Linked DNA regions of Mus musculus: region 1 is linked to region 2. A link is a contact called in public Hi-C data. All regions are on one chromosome and are shown on one strand. Each heading gives the region's core, a stretch centred on a gene start, on an enhancer-like site or on the middle of the called end of the contact. The rest is flanking DNA. Distances are from core to core; before and after follow the strand shown. Region 1 holds the start of Fuca1 (fucosidase, alpha-L- 1, tissue). Region 2 holds the start of Arid1a (AT rich interactive domain 1A (SWI-like)).

Evidence for each region. Hi-C and Micro-C count contacts between places; a contact is called where the count stands out from the background.
Region 1: a Hi-C map of B cells shows a contact between it and region 2, with 5 read pairs. The contact joins the promoter of Fuca1 here to the promoter of Arid1a in region 2.

Annotation. Positions count from the first base shown.
Region 1 is chr4:135,918,205-135,924,834 of GRCm38.p6, forward strand. It overlaps Fuca1 (fucosidase, alpha-L- 1, tissue), which reads left to right and starts at 2,522. Exons shown (of 8, transcript NM_024243.4): 1 at 2,522-2,946; 2 at 4,763-4,897. The coding sequence starts at 2,600. It overlaps Cnr2 (cannabinoid receptor 2 (macrophage)), which reads left to right. Exons shown (of 2, transcript NM_009924.4): 2 at 1-2,015.
Region 2 is chr4:133,751,223-133,758,140 of GRCm38.p6, forward strand. Arid1a (AT rich interactive domain 1A (SWI-like)) reads right to left here and starts at 2,763. Exons shown (of 20, transcript NM_001080819.2): 1 at 1,247-2,763. The coding sequence starts at 2,389.

The DNA of each region.
Region 1 (6,630 bases), core at 1,272-3,771, 2.2 Mb after region 2:
ACCCTTGCCTCTTGGGGGTCAAGAATTATGATGCCCTAAGGACCAAGGATGTTCGCTTACATCCTTCAGACAGCGTCAGGAGCTGTCAGCTCAGGGTATCCTGTTGTTGGGAAAGGGCCCTCCCGACATCCTGATAAGCCTTGAAAGCCATTATGACCTTAGGTCCTTAGGGGCGCAGAGGAAGCTGGGTTCACTGGAGGTACAAAGTCTTCAGAGAACTCTATTCCTTGTGACATTTTGCTGTGTCTCACACAGCACTATCCCAGTCTTGCCTAGCTTCAGTACAAAGCAAGATATTCACACAGATTCTTTGGGTCCTAGGCTGTTCCCAGTGATGCTTGACTCAGCCCCACTGGCCTCTTCCACACTCTGGTCCTGAAGGATAAGCAGAAGGAGTTGGGAGGGAAGACTTCCTGCTGCAAACCAGGCATCCTAGGTCCACAGCCCCACGCTGTGTCTCTGGGTGCCTGCCTTTGCCCTTCAGTAAAGGTTGCAGTCCCAACAGATGGAGGTTCAAGGCGCTGCTGGTGGTAGGAGGGGTAGGTGGCACTGGGGACCACAGACACAGTGAAAGGAAAACTCTTAAACATTTAATACTTTTGCTTTTAGAAGATCCGGCCCGCAGACAGGACTTCCCCATTGCCCAAAGGAACTAACAGGGTGGTGTCCAGTGCAAAGAAAAATCAGCCTCCCTAATAAAGCAAGGAGGTCCACTCGGCTCTACAGCCTCTCCTAAGCTTCTGCAAGGTGACAGTTTGTTTTCTCTGTGAAGGTCAACGGCGTCTCATTTTATTCTTCCCAAGACAAGTTCTGTGCATCAAAAGCTGCTGCAAATTCTAATCGCTGTTTGGGAGGATCAGGGGAAGAAGTCGATTCGCCCACGCTTAGTGATTTAGACTGTATTTCAACATCAACTTGGGGGAGGAAGAGACAGAAAAGACACGGTGTTTCCTTATTACTCCTCAAAGGAGGAAGTGCTTGGTTCTGTCAACATAAGCCGATCTCTCCAAGGTGCCTGACAGAGGAGGAGGGAATACAGTTTCCACAGCTGTGAATTCCTGCACCAGCTTTGGTCCACACTTATGTGGTCTTGATCAACCCCCGCCCTTTACCTTGCTTTGGTTTCCTTCTCGGTAAATTGGGAATGGTGGGGAAAACAATGCTCTCCAGGGCCATTAAAACCTCTCATTGCTCTAACATGCTGTGGTTATCTCTGCAACCATGGAGACCTTTGTGCCATATGGACCATGTGACTTCTGGCTCCCATACTTCCTGAAGTTATGGGCACACACCATATACCATTGGGCGTGTGCTGACTGTAGAGGAATTGGGTGACTGGCCATATGAGTTTTAGAGATTTTCCCAGGGCAAGAGGGTTCTCTTGGCTCTCAATTTTTCTGGTCCCTCATGCCTCAGTGGTCCCCTGTGTGTGGGTCAGGCATGCTTGTTTAGCGGTGCCAGACTGAAGCTCCGGCCTTCCGGTGTACCAAGCAAGTGTTGTACTCCTGAGTCAGGTTTTCTTCAGTTAGATGCTAACTAAGCTCTCTGAGAGACCCTCAAAGTTTTTGAGGTGTAGCTCAGTCAGTAGAGTGCTGCATCTGCAAGAGCAAATCTCTGGGTTCAAAGGTCAGTACTACCTAAAACCAGGAATGGCAGTGCCATCCCCTACCTGTAATCCCAGCACTCCTGAGGTACAAGCAGGAAGATCAGGAATGCAAAGTTACTGTAGCTGTAAGTTCGAAGCCAGCCTGAGCTAGTTGAGACCCCCTTACCTCAAAATAAATTTAAGTTACAATTCTAAATTAAATTAAAATGTCTAGGGCTGGAGAGATGGCTTAGTGGTTAAGAGCACAGACTGCTTTTCCAGAGGTCCTGAGTTCAATTCCCAGCAACCACATGGTGGCTCACAACCATCTGTAATGGAATCTGATGCCCTCTTCTGGTATGTTTGAAGAGAGCGATGGTGTACTCATATACATAAAATAAGTAAATAAATCTTTTTTTAAAAAAATGTTTAAGTTCCTCGGAGTTCTTGTTAAGTTCAACGGACAAAAGATAGACTAAAATAACCACGTCTGCCCTTAATCTTTCAGCAGCCATTTCTCTCCCTCCGCATAAAGCTCCTTCTAACCTTGTTATTTCTCAATCTCTTCGGCAACTCTCCAATCTGCTAAACTCCACCTGCTGGCTGGAGGTATAGCACAGAGAACCCGCGGCTCCTAAATAGTCACTAAATAAAACGACCTGGCTTCAGCCTTCCCCTGAAGATTGGTGCAACAACGTGGACTTCTCCCAGTTTTCCCCACACCTTGGGTCTTTCTCACTTGCGGGGAATCCGGCAATTAAATCCTTAGGCGAGTCTACGGAATTTAAATTCAATAGAGCAGAACCAGCAACGCCGCCTTAAGTCTTTCTCCCTTCCAATGCCAGAGGGCGCTCCAGAGCCGCAAGCCTGACCCCACCCCCTCTCCTTCCAAGCCAATCGTTACTCTGAGAGGCGGGGCTACTCGCCGGCGCTTGCGTGTTAAGAGGGGGGCGGTGCGGGCCCGGAAGCAAGGATGTAGGAGCTGAACTTGAGTGGTGGGCTGTGGACTCTGGGATGCTGCTGCTGCTGCTGCTGCTGCTAGTGGCTGCGGCCCAGGCAGTGGCCCTGGCTCCGCGCCGCTTCACTCCGGACTGGCAGAGCTTGGACTCGCGGCCACTGCCGAGCTGGTTCGATGAGGCCAAGTTCGGGGTGTTCGTGCACTGGGGGGTGTTCTCGGTGCCCGCCTGGGGCAGTGAATGGTTCTGGTGGCACTGGCAGGGCGATCGGATGCCGGCCTACCAGCGCTTCATGACAGAAAACTACCCGCCCGGCTTCAGCTACGCCGACTTCGCACCGCAGTTCACAGCGCGCTTCTTCCACCCGGATCAGTGGGCCGAACTCTTTCAGGCTGCCGGGGCCAAGTGAGTGCGGGACGGGCGCGAGGCGGGAGCAGGCAGGCCATAGCCGGCGCTGCCTGACCTCGGAAGGTCCAGGACCCTACGTTCTGCATCTCGGAGGAAGGACGCTAAAGACGAGAATCCAGCTGAGGATCAGTTAAAAAAATAAATAAATAAAATAAAATAAAATAAAATTAAGGCGGGAAAGCACTGGGTGGTACACCTGTGCGGAGAGAGACTAGAATCAGGCTACATCGGTGTCTCGTTTGAAAGGTCCAGAACACAGCCCAGATTCCCGTCGGTGGCCCTGAGTTGTAGATCTGACCAGTCCCCTTAGGCTACGGGTAGCGTCCGTCCGTGGAAGCTTATAAAAAAGCGCCGCCTGACTTCCTTGTAGCCCTGTGCCTCTAAAGGAAGAAGGAAGGATGGAAGTTTGGGGTTGCTCTTTGTTGGGGTCTCCCTCACTTCTCACTTGCTTATAGTAGAACTCAGAGGAGGAAGGGGGTTGTTTGGGCAAAGCCCTGCAGAGGAAGTGCGTTTTGAGAGCCCTCTAAGCCAGAGAAAATATTGGCTGACTTTGGACGCGGGATTTGGCCACTGTGAGGGCAGCCTCCCGCTCCTGGCTTAGTGTAGTCCTCCGCTCTCTTCATTGATTTTCTGCCAAACTCCGACTTTTTATTCCCTCGGGACGTTAGGTTTTCTCCCCCGAAGGGAAAGGCTGTGTATAGCTGGCACTTAGTATTTTCGCCAAGTAAAAGGCCTGAGGGAACAGAAATCTGTCATCTTGCCATCTTGAGAGCCGTAATTTACAAAGTTGAACTCCAGCCTTTTTCCAGACTTCCTGTTTAATGGACGAGGTAACTAGCCCAGAGAGAGGAAGGAGAGGAAGGAGCCTGGTGTCCTAGACTGCAGGTCTATGATCTGGAAGTGAAAGCTCCAGAAAGCTCATGGGACAGGTGTGCCCAGGCTCTGCAAGCCATACCCAGAGGGCGTGGTTATTTGCTTGTTGAGTGGGAAGGGATTTTATATTTCAGAAGGACTTTTTGAAAGGGGAAAGAGATGTATTGCAGGAAGGACTGATGAAGTTCAGGGGCCCCTACACCAGCTAGTGGTAAAATCTCATGTAACATGCTATCTTTTCCTATAAAAGTAAGTGATATATTGAATGGACTGATTATCTCAACACATTTTTTTTTTCAGTCCTAGATATTTGAGCCTTTGTCACCTTAAATGACAGGCAGTTTCACAATCTTGGTTAAGAAAACAAGCAGATGGGGGCTGGAGAAATGGCTCAGCGGTTAAGAGCACTGACTGTTCTTCCAAAGGTCCTGAGTTCAATTCCCAGCAACCACATGGTGGCTCACAACAACCATCTGTAATGGGATTTGATGCCCTCTTTCTGGTGTGTCTGAAGACAGCTATGATGTACTCATACATATAAGTAATATAAATAAACAAATATTAAAAAAAAAAGAAAACGAGCAGGTGCTTGTGTCTGCTTTTTGCTCTTGCCAATAGATTGGGGCACAGGGTTGACACAGGTTCATCACTTATTTCCAGAAGGGTTGAACCTGAGAGCTAAGTAGCACAGCATTTCTTCTGCCAGCCTCCCCTCTGCCTCTGAACCTCCAGTGCCTCCATCCATTCTTGAGTCATACCTGCACAGGGATAATTATCACTATAGAAACATCATCACGGTTGTCATGGTGACTCATCCCAAGGGCCTATCCTTTTCATCAAGACCTGCCCGACTTGTTAAAATTCTCAGACATGCCTGGCAAGGCCATGGTTGTGGACATCGCCCAACTCCTTTGTTCTCGTTTGGTTTTGATGCCTGCAGGTACGTCGTCCTGACCACAAAGCATCATGAAGGCTTCACAAACTGGCCAAGCCCTGTGTCTTGGAACTGGAACTCGAAGGACGTGGGGCCCCACCGTGATTTGGTCGGTGAGTTGGGAGCAGCTGTGCGGAAGAGGTGGGTGTCTGTGGACAGCCAGCGACTCCACCAACCTCCCTATCTAGCCCTCCAGAGAGCCAGTCTGGGTCCCCTTGTTTGTCTGCTAGGGTCATTTAGCCAGAGAGCAGATGGACTCCCAGACTTTGAATTTGAGACTTGGTGGTTTTCACAGGACCAAAGGTGATCCAAAGAAAGTTCACAGTGGGTGGAGGACACCTGTCATAGACCATGGTGGTCAACTTTGCAACCTGCAAAGGACTTCCATGAGAGAACTTGCAATACAGAGCCTTCTCTAATATGTGACAGAAGCCAGGGACTGGGTCCCACCTTTCTCCTCCATAGCCACCAGCATCCAACACCAAGCTGTTCAGACCTGAGGGCAAGCTCTGATGACGGCCGATCAAAAACCAAAGAGGGCAACACACAGCTGATTCTCCTCAGCACCCCTCAGTCTTGTCACTTAACGGGAAGTAACAAGCCAGACTGCTGCTAATTACTTGGGAGGCAAAGTAACCCAAGCCAGACAGAGTAGCCAGACATGATGGCACTTGGGTGGCAATGGCAGGAGGGTCAGGAGTTCAAGAATGGCCTTAGGTATGTAGTGAGTTTGAGTCTAGCCTGGGCTAAACAAGACTACATCTCAAAAAGCCAAATACTACTACTAATAATAGAAATTAACTTCTCCATTAAGAGGTGGGGTGGCTTTGGGTTTTGGTGCTAAGGGTCAAACACGGGACCTCACATATATTAGGCGGCCGCTCCTACACCGAATGCATTAGGCACTTCTGTGTTAGTGACCACCATACCTGTTAAAACCAGCTTCAGGCAGGGAAGGTTGCTTTTCAGACCAGCGTGGTGGAGCATCTGCATACATGGCATGCACACGCTGTGGTCGAGGCCATTCATTCACGTATCAAATGACTCGGGAGCAGCAGGAACTAGAGGATGTCCTTCAGGTGTCCCACTTCTGCCAGCATGTCCCCCCCTCGGAACGGTTCCATGGACCCCCAAAACAACACTATCAGGAAAGGAACAAGCCTTCAGAACAGGAGCCTGGGGGGAGATAGTGCAGATTCAAGCCTCAGCACCAAGCCCTATCCCCTGCCACCAGTTCGTATCCGGGTTTTAAACTCTCCTAGATATGTTTGCCTTTAAGAAAGAAGATTGCACTGGGCATGGTGGCGCATGCCTCTAATCCCAGCACTTGGGAGGCAGAGGCAGGCGGATTTCTGAGTTCAATCGAGGCCAGCCTGGTCTACAGAGTGAGTTCCAGGACAGCCAGGGCTATACAGAGAAACCCTGTCTCGAAAAACCAAAAAAAAAAAAAAAAAGAAGGAAGATTGCTTTCTGCTATGACTCTGAGATGTAGACTGACTGCCTGTTTCTATAAATTGAGTTTGATTGAAACACAGCTATGCTTGTGTTCTACACTGCCCAGGACTTTAAAAATGCATTTGCTGACTCCTGTTACCTGCTCTGGTCCGTGCCCCATGCTGCACTTGGCCACTAACCCTGTGATAAGTGTTCATGTGATCTTAAGTGTGGACTACACTTGGACTTTGGAAGTAGCTGTTTTCTTTCAGTTTAGTTTGGTCTTATGAGACAGAACCTTGCTCTAGATCCCTGAAGAGCTTGAAACTTGCTGTGCAGACCAATCTACCTTCTAACTTGATGCAATCCTCCTGCCTCTGCCTTCCAGGTGCTTGGCTTCCGGGCCTGGCACCATGCCCAGCCTTAGCAGGCTGCATTGG
Region 2 (6,918 bases), core at 1,513-4,012:
ATTTCAGTTCTGTAACTCAACAGTATAAGTGAACAGTGTCAAAAACTACTCAAGACAAATGTATCTTCAGCGCCATCAAAGAACTCATTTATACCATCAGGAAAGTAACAAAAACGAAAACAAACAGCAAACCCATTGTAGAGAAAAACTCAGCTACTGTTCCAACAACACAGAATCTATTTCAGACTGCATAAAACATAACAAGCAAAATAAATCCAAGGTGCAAGCAAAATGCCATCGCCTCCTCTTTTGTTTCAGGCACAATGTAACAAGGGCAGCCTGTCTGGGACTCTGCTCCTGCTGATACAGTATTGCTGCTTAAACCTCCCTCCTCAAGGTCACAGCCAATTTCAGCTCTGGAATAAAAGGCGGATAGTGGCAGCGAAGGTTTGGGTTATCACTGGCAGAAAAGCAGAGTGTAAAAGTTTATGAGCTCATCAGGATTGTTGTACCATTACATCAGAGGCAATTATAAATGGCCAAGAGCAGAAGATGGGGAGCCAATCAGATCACAGATAGGATGTCAACCTAAGACCAACTGTCTCCTGGCTTTGACAGAAGGATTTTACCTCCATAATTCAAATCCCAAACCAAAGCAATCTGCACTTACTACTCCAATCACTCTGTGTTTACCAGCACTTCAGAGAGAAGCCCAGGCCACTGGGCCGCCGGAGACTGAGGCAAGAGGTGGCCCCGGCGGCCCAGAGCGAACCACAGTCGGCCTCGAGCTGCCCCCAAGCAGGCCCCAGCTCTCCCCCGAGGTCCCCCGAGCCCTAGGGGCCACTCTTTAAAAGCGTATATTGGGGAACGGCCTAGAGGAAGGCAAGGGGGATCAGAGGAGCGGCAGGTGAGCAAGAAAACGTTGCTTCTTTCTCCCGGATTCATGACACTGCCTACACCCCTAACCTGAACCCCCAGCACCCCCCCCCGCGACCGGGCCTGGCCCTTCCAGGCACACTTTGCTCTGCACCCCCCTGGAGACCCCCAGAGTTCGAAAGGACCAGCGGAGGAGGAGAAACCGGACAGACACCCCTGGAAAAGCCCCACACAAAGGCTGATCGAGGGAAGGAGAGGAAGGCAGACAGGCAGCCATTTTAAGAGAGAAGAGCCAGACAATGGCAGCTCCCCGGCAGTGGGGGCCCAAGCCCGAGGGGAGCCCACGGCCGGGGCCTGCTTCCCCGCAGCCGCCACCCAGCCCACCCCCCGGCCCCGCTGGCCCCAGCCCCCTCCCCGCTCGGCTGTGTACCTGAGGGGTCCGGGCGAGCGGCTGCCCCCCGCCGCCGCTGCTCCCGGGGCTCATGGGCGCGTGGTGGCTCCTTTGTTGGGCCCCTCCCGAGACGGCCGCTGCCGCCGCCGCCGCCGCCGCCGCAGCCCCCCAGCACTGCGAGGCCATGTCCGCCGGGCCTTTGCCCGCGCCCCCGTCCTGGGGCCCGCCGCCGTAGTCGCCCCCGGGGTAGCCCTGGTAGCCACGGGCCGAGCTGGGCGACGTGAGCAGTTGGTTGAGGGTGGGGGTGGCGGTGGGCTGGGGAGTTCCCCCGCCGGCCGCTGAGGGGCCGCCTCCCCCCATGGCCCCGAAGCGCTGCTGTGCGAAGGACGAAGACGACGAGGAGGCAGAGGCGCTGGAGGAGGGAGGCGGCTTGGAGCCGGCGGCCGCCGCCGCGCCGGAGCCCGGAGTGCCACCTCTCGGGGAGCTCAGCGCGTAGGCCTGGGGAGGCGGGGGGTAGGCGCTGCGGTTGGGGTAGTAGGAGTTGTACTGGTGGTTGGGGAAGCCGTGGTCGTGCGAGTTCTGCTGGGGCCCGGCGTAGGGCTCCAAGCCCCCGCCGCCGCCGCTCTGCAGCGCTGCCAGGCCAGGGCTTTGTTGTCCGCCATGTTGTTGGTGGAAGACGGCGGCCGCCGCGGCGGCGACGGCAGACGGGCTCCGGCCGTAGGCTTGCCCGAAGCCGTAGGCTGGGGGCGGCAGGGCGGCCGCGGCCGAGTGAGGAGGCGCCCCCACCCCGTCGCTGCTGCTGCTGCCGCCGCCGCCGCCGCCGCCGGGCGGCTCCGGGAGGTTATTGTTCAGGGCGGGCCTAGGGCCCGCGTTCCCGTTCGAGTTCTTCAGGTCCGGCTCCGCGCCGGGCCCGCCGCCGCTGCCGGCTCCGCCGCCGCCGCCACCCCCATTGCTCTCGGCCCCGTCCTGCAGCTCCTTTCCCAGCGGCTGCGGCGGCCCCACGGCGGGGCCCTCGCTCTCCTGCCCGGCGGCTGCCTTCATTTCCCCGCGCTCGGCCGCTGCCGCCGCCGCCTCGCCCCCCGCCTCCTCCCGCTGTTGCTGCTCGGCTTTCTTCAGCTCCGAGGGCGGCGGCGGCGGGTTGCCCAGGCTGCTGGCGGCGGCGGGGGCGACCTGCGCGGCCATGATCCCCGCTGTCTCGTCCGCGGAGAGACCCGGCCCTGTCTTCGTCTTCTCCCCCCTCCCACCCCGCCCCGGGGCCGAGTCCCCCGGGCTGCCCTCCCCACCCGCCCGGGCGGGCCTCGCGGGGCTCCGCTGCTGCGCTGCGCTCGCTCCTCTCCCCCCCGCCCCGCCGGCTCAGGCTCCGGGCTGGCGGCGGAGGAGGAGGAGGAGGCGGCGGCGGCAGCCGAGGCGCCGGCGGCTCAGCTGCTCCGGGCTCTGGCGGCTCGGGACCCGGCTCTCCCGGCTCATTCCCCCCAAGCCCTTGCCTGGGAATGAGGGGGGCGGTGGAGGCTCCGCTCCCCAGGGCCTGGCCCCGCTGTGACTCTCCGCTTTCTGCTGCCGGAGAAAGGAGGAGGGAGGGAGGGAGGGAGGCGAGGGGGAGGGGGCGGGAAAGGAGGGAGGGAGCGGGGGGGGAGGGGGGACCCGGGACGGGCGGGCGGGCGGGCGGGCTGGAGGGCGCGCGGCGGCGGACGGGGCGCCGGGAGGCAGAGTAGGAGCGCTGCTCTGGCGGGCGCCCTGCCTCGCCTCCCCGGCCGCGGCTCGGGCCGAGGCTGCTGCTTGGCGGCGGGCGGGCGGGCGAGAGAGCGAACGAGAGAGCGGGCGGGCGGGCGGCGGGACTGAGCAGCTAGAGCGCCCCACTCTCCTCCGAGTCCCCCTCACTCCGACACGAGGCTCAGCACTGCCATTTTACCCAGCGCCGTCGCGGCCGCCTGAAAAACCAGGACTGGAGCGCGGAGCGGGCGCAGGCCGTGGAATGGACTCGCTCCCTTCCCCTCACAAAGGAGGAGGGGAGAGAAGGAGCCGCGGCGGCGGCGGCAAGCCCTCAGCCTCTTTCGCTCGGCTGCGCCGCCGCCGAAGGCTTCGGGGAAAACCCGGCCCGGAGCCCGCGCCTCCGGAGCCTGCGCCGCCTCGCTCGCCGCGTTCCCAGCCTGGCCTGTCCCCTCCCGGCCGCTCCAAAGGGAGCGGGCCGCGTGAACTTTACCCGCGCCTGCAAAATTGGCCTGAGCCCGAAACCGCGGCCGCCGCGGCCGGGACCTGACCCCCTGGCACCGGGCCTGGGCTCTTGGCTGCGACTTAGCACCTCCGCAGCACTTTTCTTCTTCAAAGCCTTTTGCAGACCTGCTCTAGAGACCCAGCTGAGCGAGCCCTGCTTTTCCCCCCCTTTGGCTAGCCCCAAAGGAGGACTGACCATTGTTCAAACTATCGGTTCTCCCGTGCCCTGCCCTCATTAGCCCTCTCTGACAAGGCCCTGGGGGCATGAGGTCTGGATTATCTCCCCCCCCCCCATTTTACCAACAGACTGAAGGGAGGGGACTGCCCAGGTCACTTAAAGTCAGAGGGCAGAAGTGTGTGGCTATAAAAAGTGGAGTGAGTGGCCGAAGCCGCATCTTGTCTACTTAGCCAGAGAAAAGGAGGAAAAGAGAAAAGAAAGGCACTTACGTTGTGAACAAATCCAACCACCGGATCAGATCAGTGTCAGGAGGTTTGAAAATCAAACGTGGTCATCCCACCACTTCTCTTAAAATGGTGGCTACTGATGCGTTGGGGGCTTAAGACAGTCCTCCAGGCAAACCAAGCTCCATTAGCACTTCCTAAGGGAACCTAGCTCACAATGGCCAGTAGCCCAATCTTCAAAGGCAAGTACCTTGGAAGACTGTAAACAGCCCACAGAAGAGGCTCCAGGGACTGAAAGAACCTCTGTTCAAAAACCACTGCAGAAGAGGGATGCAGAAAATGGAAACCATTTTCTCTATAAAGAGAGAAAAAGAGCCTAACAGGTCACACAGAAAACGGATGCCCCTCAGATCTGCTGTCTATCCTAAGGTGTAAGACTCCTTGAAGTTTACCAGAGACCCTAAGGCCAGGTTTATCTGTGAAGATCAAGGCATTCGCGGAAAAGCTCAGAGTTGTCCAGACCTACAGGCCTCACCAGTTCCACAGCAGCCTTTTCTTCTCAGGCAGGCCTGGAATGCTCTGACAGGGCAAGCCAGGAGAAACCAGAGGGAATTCCAGCGTCTCACCAGGACCAAGACTGCCTTGGGAAAGCATCAATGACAAAGGCCTCTTTTCCTCCCAGATTTTATAAATGGAGACTTTGGACCACAGACCATTATTTTAGAACTTGTGGGCTCTGCAGGCCCCTGGAGTTCTGATCATGTCATGGGTCAACAGAAATAATTCTGAAAGGCTAAGTCATTTCTTCTACCCCCAAGAAAAATCAAGAACACCCCACATTACAAACCTTCCGTAGTAAACTGAGAATGGAGCCATGGCCAGAGCCCCTCTGCTCTCCCATCCCCCAACCAAGAACCAAACCAACCTGCCAAGGCGATGGAACTGGCTGGTATGGACCAGTTTTCATTCACGGCCCTCAGAAGCACAACTCTAGTGGTGCATTAGGTCCTAGAAACCAAATTATAGGCTGCCTCATAAATGGAGCTTTGCTATTTAATCAACTGCCTCGGAGCTGCCAAACAGTCCTGAGTCCCGCACACAAATGAGGAATTTTTTACATGCAATTACCCTGCCATTTTCCTCGGAACTGGGGTGTAATGGGAAACCTGGAGCCCAGTGAAAATCTGGAAGCGAGAATGGATTTGTCTTCAAGGAAAGTCCACATGGCCTTCTTCCATGGCCGTGCATATGGAAAGCGCCAAAATCCCTTTCCCTACACGTGGTCACGCTGTTTTGAAAACAGTCACCATTTTAATCTAGCAATGAGGCAAAGTGCATAAAAATATATCCACCTGGGTCAGGAGAGGTAGTGTTTTTCTTCTTCTCTACTTTTCTTTAAAAAAAAAAATCTCAAATCCTTAGAGTCCCTTCCTCTCTAAGATCTACAACATTAACCTAAGACTGCTGGGCTGAGGAACTTTCTTAGAAACTGGTCCATCCGCTTTCCCCAGGGGCACTGGGAAGGAGAAGGGGGAGGGGAGGAGCGGGCACGTGGCTGGCCCGAGCAGCGAGACCCCGACTCGGGGCCGTGGGTCCTCCCCTCGGTGGGTATTTTTCCCCCACAGCCCCTGCCTTTTCACCCCACACCCAGGCAGCTCAGGAATCCCGGCGCAGATTATAGGGTTAGGACAGCGCTCTCCTCTCGAAAGCGCCTCTGCCACCGGCAGCCTGATGGCAAATATGGACTGAATCGTTGACATGGAAACCGGACTAAAGTCTCGTTCGCTGGCTCTCACAGGAGAGTTCTTATCACCAAGCCGGGCAGGACGGCAATCGGCAAAAGTGGACTGGATCCGGGGCCGGGCGGACCGGGGGCCGCTTCTGGGCGCCGGAACTCCGGCGGCAGCCACAGCCAAGGAAAGGGGGCTGGGCTGCCGGCAGCAACCGGCTGAAAATGGCAGAGGATGTGCTCTCATTCTCTCTGGCTGCACAGCGTGCATGGATTGGGCCTGAGAATGAGGGATGAACCTATGAAGATCCCACACAGTCAACTGCAAAATGTGGAAGCTGGGCCTGGAGGCTTTGCTAGGAGAAAGAAACGCTTGCAGGGAGGACAAGCCCTTCTTCCTCCCTCGCAGTTTGCTCACTCTAAATGTCTGAAACACGAAACTCCTCAAACAAACAAAAGGTCGGCCTCGCCTGCCCCGCAGACCTCTCTCCCTTACTGGACTCGGGGCAGGACGCTTGCTAGCAGAGGCAGAGGGAGGGTTCTGCCTGCTCCGGGCTGAGACGTGCGGAGCCGGGCCGTGGCCCCCGCACATTCCCGCCGCGGCGCCACAGCAGACACCCAGCCGAGCGCTCTCAAGTGCGAGCTGGAGCTGCGAGTTTGAGCAAAAGGGCAACTGTGTCAGTTGACGGAAGCCAGAAGCAGAGTTCAAAGCCTGGCGTGGATTTCCGTCTGGAGCTGTGTTTCTTAAAGTTTGTAACTCCGTGTGAAGAAACAGCCCCAGCGGAGGCTTTGGGATCAGTGTGAAAGTCTAGCACAACCATCTGACAGTGAGCTGCAAAACTTTGGGCTGCATATTAAGCGAGGAAAGTGGATTGAAGCTAGAGTCAAGGCAATTCATTATGCTCCCGGCTCGCAGGCAGGAGCGCTAAGACACGAACTGGATTGTCGCGGGGGAACATGGAACGGAGTCCGAATGGCGCTCCACATCACTTCGCGGTAAAAATCGTGCCCAAGAAGCCCTAAGAGCGAACCGAACCGGGTGGCTTCCAGCTTCAAAAGTTCGCACACTGCTTTTCTGGTTCACTTTTCCACTCACCTCAAAGTCTTAAAACAATTTGGGAGATTCTAATTTTACAAAATAAATAAATAAAAGACCCATTTAAAGAAATGTTCATTTCTCAATGAGACTTTTTTTTTTCCCTCTGAGCTAAGGCAAAATAGCCTTGAGCATAAATCCTTCGGGTGTTTGTGTTAACATAAGAATTACCTGCTTGGCAGTGGTGGCACACGCCTTTAATCCCAGCACTTGGGAGGCAGAGGCAGGCAAATTTCTGGGTTGAGGCCAGCCTGATCTACAGAGTGAGTTCCA